Linked DNA regions of Mus musculus: region 2 is linked to region 1. The links are chromatin contacts, called in public HiChIP or PLAC-seq maps. All regions are on one chromosome and are shown on one strand. Each heading gives the region's core, a stretch centred on a gene start, on an enhancer-like site or on the middle of the called end of the contact. The rest is flanking DNA. Distances are from core to core; before and after follow the strand shown.

What was found. HiChIP or PLAC-seq counts read pairs in DNA pulled down with a chosen protein or histone mark.
Region 2: a contact with region 1 is called in a CTCF HiChIP or PLAC-seq map of the NIH/3T3 cell line, with 9 read pairs. The contact joins two enhancer-like sites. A contact is called at or near these places in 1 of 15 datasets of contacts at CTCF or cohesin (the NIH/3T3 cell line), 1 of 484 Hi-C or Micro-C datasets (embryonic fibroblasts) and 2 of 115 datasets of contacts at active chromatin or transcription factors (bone marrow-derived dendritic cells and a colorectal cancer cell line).

Annotation. Positions count from the first base shown.
Region 1 is chr3:131,658,833-131,662,741 of GRCm38.p6, forward strand. No RefSeq gene overlaps it. Among named protein-coding and RNA genes, the nearest start is that of Gm36917, 73 kb to the left of the region's middle. Within about 2 kb of position 2,004, at least 12 of the 459 cell types and tissues checked have an H3K27ac peak or open chromatin away from gene starts, as enhancers often do. A contact at or near this core is called in the NIH/3T3 cell line and a colorectal cancer cell line, where this site is marked.
Region 2 is chr3:131,792,610-131,796,518 of GRCm38.p6, forward strand. No RefSeq gene overlaps it. Among named protein-coding and RNA genes, the nearest start is that of Gm29865, 99 kb to the right of the region's middle. Within about 2 kb of position 1,637, at least 12 of the 459 cell types and tissues checked have an H3K27ac peak or open chromatin away from gene starts, as enhancers often do. A contact at or near this core is called in the NIH/3T3 cell line and a colorectal cancer cell line, where this site is marked.

The DNA of each region.
Region 1 (3,909 bases), core at 754-3,253:
CCCAGAATAATAATGACCACAACACGTTTTCTTAATTAATTATTGATGGTGGAGAGCCCAGCCCATTGTGGGCCCAAACATTGAGTATGAAGGGGTTTTGAGACGGTGTGGAGAAAGAGATCTTCCTTTTGGGATGTCAGCTGAGGAGGAAGGTCAGCTGGGTGCTTTCTCTGCCTCTCTGAGCTAGCAGGCATCTGGCTCTAGAGTCTTTGTAAATGGAATGTTTGAGAGTTTCTTGTTTGCTACTAAAAACAATAAACCACTTAACCCACTTAGAAAGCCTAAATCCTGAAGGCCCCTCCCAGTGTTTGATCCTCTGCCTCCTCCTCCTCCTTCCCCTAGGCTTCCTTGATCCCCAACTCATGCTGAACTCAGGATCCTCCATGTGAAGCAGGTACTCCTATTACTGAGCTACAACCCTGACCCTTCCACTCCCCCACAACCCCTGACGAAGACCGGAGTCTTCACGATGACCACAATAACGTGTGTTTCTGGCTTCTTTGGATGAATCATTAGTATCCATGACTGGGTCCTTCCTGGGTGTAGATTCTGATTAGTTAAGTTTTCTCATGCATTACTAAAGGATCAAGAAATATCTCACAGACCTCAAAGTTACCATCATTCACTACCCCCAGACAGCATAGCTGTGAGCACCTTGCTACTGCTAAAATAATCTCTTTAGCCCTACCCTTGCAGTATGACAATGTGGGTGTTGTTTAATAGTTCATGGGAAAATTTGATCAATTCTCCCCAAAATTCCACTGTTATGCTGGCTGAGAGAGAATGGTAAAAAAAGGAATAGACTCCTGACATTCTCTCTGTCCTCATGCTGTGAAACTTTATAGGTTTTTGATGCTTCTGATTATGGTTAATAGGGTCTCCGTATTAGGTGACAACAGTTCTTATTATTGGGCATGGTTGATGTCCGGCCAGATGAGAAGCAACTGATGGCCTGTCCTTATCATTTCTTCACGCTTCTGCTCGGTGTCTTTCCTTATGGAGGATGAGGGAGGGATGTTTAAACGTCAAAACGTACAAATCACAGGAATCAGTTCTCTGAATGTAGGTGACTACTCTGTTTTGACAGCATTGTTAGTTGTTATGAGCAGCATGCATTTATATATCCAAATGACATAAAATTAAAAGAATTTGTTCCAACATAAGTGTGCTGACTTCCATATCTAACATCTTGCTGGTGCTATTTAAAGAAGTCAGGGATTTCCTTTGTACTTGGAACAGATAACCCTAATCAGAGTACTAGTAAGACGATGCCCAAATCTGAAGTAATAAAACCCAAACTCAGTTTAATATGACAAATTCATAGTGAATGCCTTTGATGAGGAAGGATAGGATCTCATGTTTATGAAGATTAAAATGCTTTGAAAACACAAGTAGACACTTTCAAGATTGTCCTTATATCTCATCTCAATACATTTGTGGAACAGCCTATAAAATTCACCCTATACACATATACAAAGCAGTGTGTTTGGTAATGACTCATATAATAGTGTCTGCAATGTGGTTTCTATTATCAGTATATTCCTCATCTGCTAGTAACTTTCTCTAAATTCAATTTTTTTTTTTTTAGGTTGAAATTTTCCATGCCTCATTTAAGCTTAAAGCTATTTAAAAATTAATTTTTAAAGTCTCAGGGCAGTTACTGGGCCTACCACAGAAACCTTTTCTAATTCTAGTAAAGGCAAGAGAAGAAACAAAGAGAAGTCTTTGTGTATAGTGGAAGACATTTATGCCTGTAACTGGATCCCTGAAGCCCACATAGTCTATGTCTATGATCGCAGCATCCTTGCAGCCTGTACCTACCATCACTTCACCTATGTAGCTCACACCTCTGGCCAATGAGTTGAACTCATTTCCTAAAGCAACTGGAGTAGGCTCCCTGAGACCTGAGGAGTCTCGAGCATTGCATAGCTGGTCTTTTGCATGGAAGCAGAGCTTATAAACATCCTTAGAGATCAGATGCCCATTACACTGCAGTGCATCCGGTCAGCTGGTAATTATGATGAATCACGGTGTCATAGCTCAGGCCTCTGCTACGTCCTTCTCTTCTCTCCTTTACTCTGTGGCAAATAAAATAATTTTAAAAAATTGGAAGTGTTTTTACTTCCACAAGATGTGAGCAATTATAAAATCTTTTTCATGCTTTTTATTGAAAAAAAAAAAAGACACCCCTGATGTCCAAGCTGGTCTGCAAGTTCTATACTTGGTCTTAGATCTATCTATCTATCTATGTCCTTACCTATCTGGAGGCAAAATAAACACATGTGCAGCAGGAAGGGCTTTGCTTGCTGAAGCTTGTTGTTGTATGAGGAGAGATGGTTATTGAGGACAAAAAGAACCAGAGGAGAGAAACCACAGGTTCGTCTCCTTCTGGACCCACATAAGAAAAGTGACATCTCTTTATCTAACATTTTCTTGTGTCATGAATCTTTACCTCATGCTTGCTTTAAACTTTATTTTTACCACATGCCATTAAAAACTCATCACTTTTGAAACCATGTAGCTTAGTATTTACTTAAAAAAAAAAAGAGGCAACTATCAACTTGCCCTGGGGCTTTTAAAAAGACGACTTATTACTTCTGCCTTCCTGAAGGTGTAGCCATGTGTCTATCTGAGTTTGTGTCTGTTTGTTCTCTTCCTGTAGGTCCCCCATGTAGACATAGACATATATATCCGTGTAGGTTCACAATTTCCCTCAAGAAAGAAAGAGAATTTTGTAATGAAAAACAACATTTTCTGTGGCTTTATGCCAAGATACCGGATCCTTTTTTTTTCAGTTGATGTATCCTAACGATACATCCTCTGTCAGGCAAAAAAACTCTGTGAACACTGCATGATGTCTCTTCCAAGTACCACATCCGCCTCCGCCTTGTAGGGTTCAGATCTGGGTAACATTGTCTCTTAGACCCTCTCGAATATTCAATGACAAACTGGAATCTGTTGTTTGGGTGTGTGTGTGTGTGTGTGTGTGTGTGTGTGTGTGTGTGTGTGTGTGAACATAACTAGCAACAACAGCAATAACAAGAGTTTTTCTTCACAAGAATTTGAATCACAATCTCCCTGGAGAAATTTACTGGCTTTCTCTCTAGTTGGAGCCTAACTTACCATTTCTTTCCTCAGTTCAGTTAGACACTGTTGGCCATGATTTGATCAGGTTTAGGTTTGAGAAGGGAGAATACATAGTCTATGTTTCCTTTCATCTTTAGCTCCGGGTTGTCGGCAATTGAACTCTGGTAGAACTTTCTAGGATAATTAGGAACATTTGGCAACCTGCTTCCTCGCATCTTGTGGCTTAGCTGGGGAAATGTGTTTTGTGTGACTGAGAAATAGACTTTTAAATATCATTTAAATGCAATTAATTCTGATTTAAATAGGTGCATGACCAGGGACCACTTTATTTTACATCTCAAGGGTAGAGAATTGAAATCTTAAAAACTGCCCAGGGATTTTTTTTGGCAAAATGACGTTTAGTGTCTACTGCTACTAATAAATAGCTCCAAACCTCATGGCTATGAACAGTATTTTGTTGCTTTTTCTTAGGGTTTCGTGGATTGGCTGTGCTCAGGTTTCACCTCAGCTCCCTGCTGTGTATCAATCAGGTGGGGTTGGCTCCATCTGCTGTGGTCCTTGGACATAAGGCAATAAGGACTCTCCACTTTTTGTCAGATCCCTGGACTGCTTTGTCTGGACCACGTTGGGACTACCCTGGCATCTTGTCTCCAAGAGAGCTTCCATGTGTGACCACTGTTGTTTTTGCTCGTAATATGGCAAACCCAGAAAGTTAAGATTCTTACAAAATGTCTAGCTTCCCCAATGTTCATATTTCAAGAGTTGGGAAGCTAATGACGTCATGTTTTTTTCAGGCCTGGCATCACACTGGTGAAGACTGTT
Region 2 (3,909 bases), core at 387-2,886, 130 kb after region 1:
AAAAACCAACAAAACACCCCACAAAATCCAAAAACAACAAAAATCTTTTAGCCATTATTTTTACAGTGGGTTTTATTGTTTGTTTTTTGTCTATTTGTTTGTCCCCACTCACCCCCGCTTTTGGGCCTCCAGAATTAGAGAGGTTGAAATATTTCACACAGTCCTCAGGTGACTGTATTTTTATTTATTCTTCCTTTCAGTCTTCCATTTGCATTTCACCAGCGTATATTCTAAGGCCAGATTTTCAAATTCTTTTATGCTTCTGCAGTCTATGATTTATTCTTAATCCTGTCTAGTGGGTTTTGTGCCTATCCACATGAGCAGAGGCCCTGATTTTACATGTCACATCCTTTTTCTCATTGTGTTTATGATTTCTTTTAGGTCTTTGAACATATTGAGCACTTGTAAAATAGTTTTAAAGAAATGACCTAATTCTGACATTTCTTTTTCTGTTGAGTTTTTTTTTTTCTTCTGTGTGTTGTGAGTCATAGTCTTAGAATATTTTGTACATCTAAAATATTTCACACTTTCTGAGGTTTTTTTTTTAATTGAGGGCTTGATTTTGTTACAGTGTCTAAACATTTTTAAATGACATTGTTCTGACACTCAGTTGAGGTACTTGTGGGTAATAGTGATCCTTCCAATGCTATTTTTTCCCCTAAAGACTATTAAAAATATTTTATATGTATATTTTGTCTGCACATATGTCTGTGCACATTTTGTCTGCATATGTATGTCTGTCATATCTGTATGTCATGGAATCCAGAGAGAGCACTGGATCCATGGAATTGAAATTGCAAACAGTGAGGAGCCATCACTGGTGCTGAGAATTGAACCTGGGTCCTCGGGGAATACAGCCAGTGGGGAACACAGTATACAAACTTGATTTTTCTGAATTGTTGAGAAAATGGTAGCCTTATGGATTTTTATTGTTTGTGAATTTGATATTTCAGGGGAAAAACAACATTATTAAAGGTTTTTCAGGCTTTCTGCTTGATCCTCTGTGAGGGTATATGTATATGCATGCAAATGTGGTTATACTTAGTCATATGAGTTTATAAATTTTTCAGATTACTTATAGAAACTAGGCATTTTAAATGCTTTAAGCTCTTTATCACAATATATATTTTTTAAAAGATAGACCGTTGTTCAAGTATAACCATACTATCAAGAATATTCTATCCTTGTGTACTGGTTAGTCTTTGCCATGGTAACATGAACAACAGTAACCTGGGAAGAGGGAACCTCAGATGAGTAGTTGCCCCCATTGGATAGATTTGTAGGCATAAGCACATGGCATTTTCTTGACTGATGGTTGATGAGGGAGGTCTAAGTCCAGTGTGAGTGGTGCCACCCATGGACAGTTCTGGTTCTCGGTTGTATCAGAAATCCAAGTGAACAAGCCATAGAGATCAAGTCAGTAAGCAGCATTACTCCATGGCCTCTGCTTCATATTTTGTCTCCAGTTTCTGCCCTTACTCTCCTTCATAATGAACTGTAACATTGAAATAAACCCTTCCTATTCAAGGTTGGTTTTGGACATGGTGTTCATCACAGCAACAGAAACTGAGAGATCTTGATAATCTGATGCCAAGTTGGACATTAAAGATGAGTGTTACTCATTTTTGATGTTATTATGAGTCACTGCTTTGGCACTCTTTATTGAGACTCTCTCCATCTTAAATACCAAACAGAGTTGCTCTGGATGTCAAATTCCAGCAAATTTTATCCTCTTGGTTGGTGGAAGTTGCATGCCTTCTATATTTCAGACATGTAGTTTTTTTTTTTCATTTTTTATTTTAGCTAGCACGTGCCCTTATGGTATCCCATCCAATCACCAAAAAGTTCAAATGCAGCATTTCTTTTCAGAGCTTCCCACTTTTGATGGGGCATAATCCGTTGAGGTTGGTAATCACCTCTCGTTCTAGCCACTGATGCTTACTTAAGTCTTTCAATGTGTGTTCATCATGTCCTTTCTGTTACCCGATGTAGCATGCTTGATCTTTGACCCAGAGTGAAAGAAAACACTAGAATTGAGGAAAGGAGATGATAGCACAGGGCTAAAAGGTTGTCCTTACGCAGGGTCATGCCTGAGTTATTCTCAGTGGTTTTGCTTTCACATTGTGGATCTAAGCAGCTTCAGGTGGGTAAGGAAGAAGAATCAGGAAGTTTGATCCACCGTAGCTCAGTGCTCATTTCCTCCAGTGGTTCCAGGTGAACAAGAGGACAAACTTGCTCTGCTGAGCTATAGAACTTGAAAGAAGGATTGCATCAGGGGGAAGGTGGTAAAAGGCAATTTTTCATGGAAAAAGATACTGAGTGGAATATCTGTCTTTCCTTTATCTTCTCCATGCACCGTTGGCAAGCATTGCTGCTCCCTTGATTTAAACCTTTGCATCTCAGCAATTTGTCTATTAGGAGAAAATCCTGGTAGAACCTGGCTAGTGATTTAGCTCAGATAAAGATCGGCAAGGCGATATAGACATGATTGAAACTGTATAGGAAGGAAGGATGCAAGATACTTTTAGTTTATACTTTGATCCCAGAAGACAAACATTAAGAATGCAGAGAAGCCATTTCGATATGAGATCGTGCATTGCTTTCTCTGTGAATTTCCATTTCTTCTAGCAGTGTGGAGGGGCTGTGTTGTGGAACACTCGTGTGGGGAAGCTGTAGTGTATGCTGGCACATCTGGAGGGAGAGCTTGCTCTCTTCTGGAGAGCCTTGCCTGTGTGTTATGACATCATTCCTTATAAAGGTAGAGATAGATTATTGTGCACATATAACATAATGAATTTATATGAGATATAGTGACTATCCCATGAGTGGGGGAACAAGACATAATTTGGAGTTGGAGCCTAGAGTGATTTATGAAGGTCATTGTCTTACAAGTTCAGATGTGTTCCATATGGCGTCGGAGAAAGCCCCTTATGTACTGTATGTATAAAACATATGTAGCAAATTAGTTTCACTTACATTTTTTTACCCCAAATATGTTTTGGTTTTTTAAAAAATGACAGTGTCTTTTGTTGATCAGGTCTCTAAAATACTATGCCCTTTTTTTTTTCCCTAAGAAAGGGACTATTTGTTAATAAGGATTGAAAGTTTTTAAATGAAACAGAGATAATTGAGTGTGAGCACCTTTGACACTGGGCCTTGTGTCTGGGCTGCCAGGGACTTCCATCTCATTGGATTTATGGCTTAACTTCTGTATCACGCTTAACGTGAGTGTGCGCGGCAGTGTGACCTTGTCTAGGAAGAGGAAAAATGGATTGTTCGTTTTCCAGCTGGAGTGTATTATGTTTCTATCTAATTGCATTTTCAAATAGATGTGAAGATGCAACTACTTCCACTTAAAAGGAAATTGCTCTACTTAAAGAAAAATGGAGAATGGCTTAGGAGTAATATTCAAAACTGAAAGTTTTTTTTTTGCCTAAAATAATAATCTTTTGTTTGTCTAAGGAGTGATCCTGTTGATGGATTTTTCTTTGCATCATTGTTTTGGTTGTGGAGACTTAGAAGGTACATGTCCCCAGTCTCCAGTCCTGTATCTCTAACCCTCTAGGAATTGTCTAACTCTGCAAAAACTCTTCACAGTAAGTATCTGTAGCTGCTTATTCCATTTGTAAAAATAAATTCATATTTCATCTGAAAATTTTGTCATACTTTAAACATTTGGAAATTCACAGGTGTGTCCAGACATTGTAAATACAACCCAAAGCAGGACACAACCTAAAGACTTAAGGAGTTTCTTTGGTTACTAGGTACATATCTGGCTGCATGTGTACACCCGATTTGTATATTCTTTATGTTGCTTATCAAAATCATTATTTTGATTATTATTTGGGTTATTTTGCGAGATACAATTTTCACAGTTGCGTGATCTTTAAGCCACACATGAGAATAGCA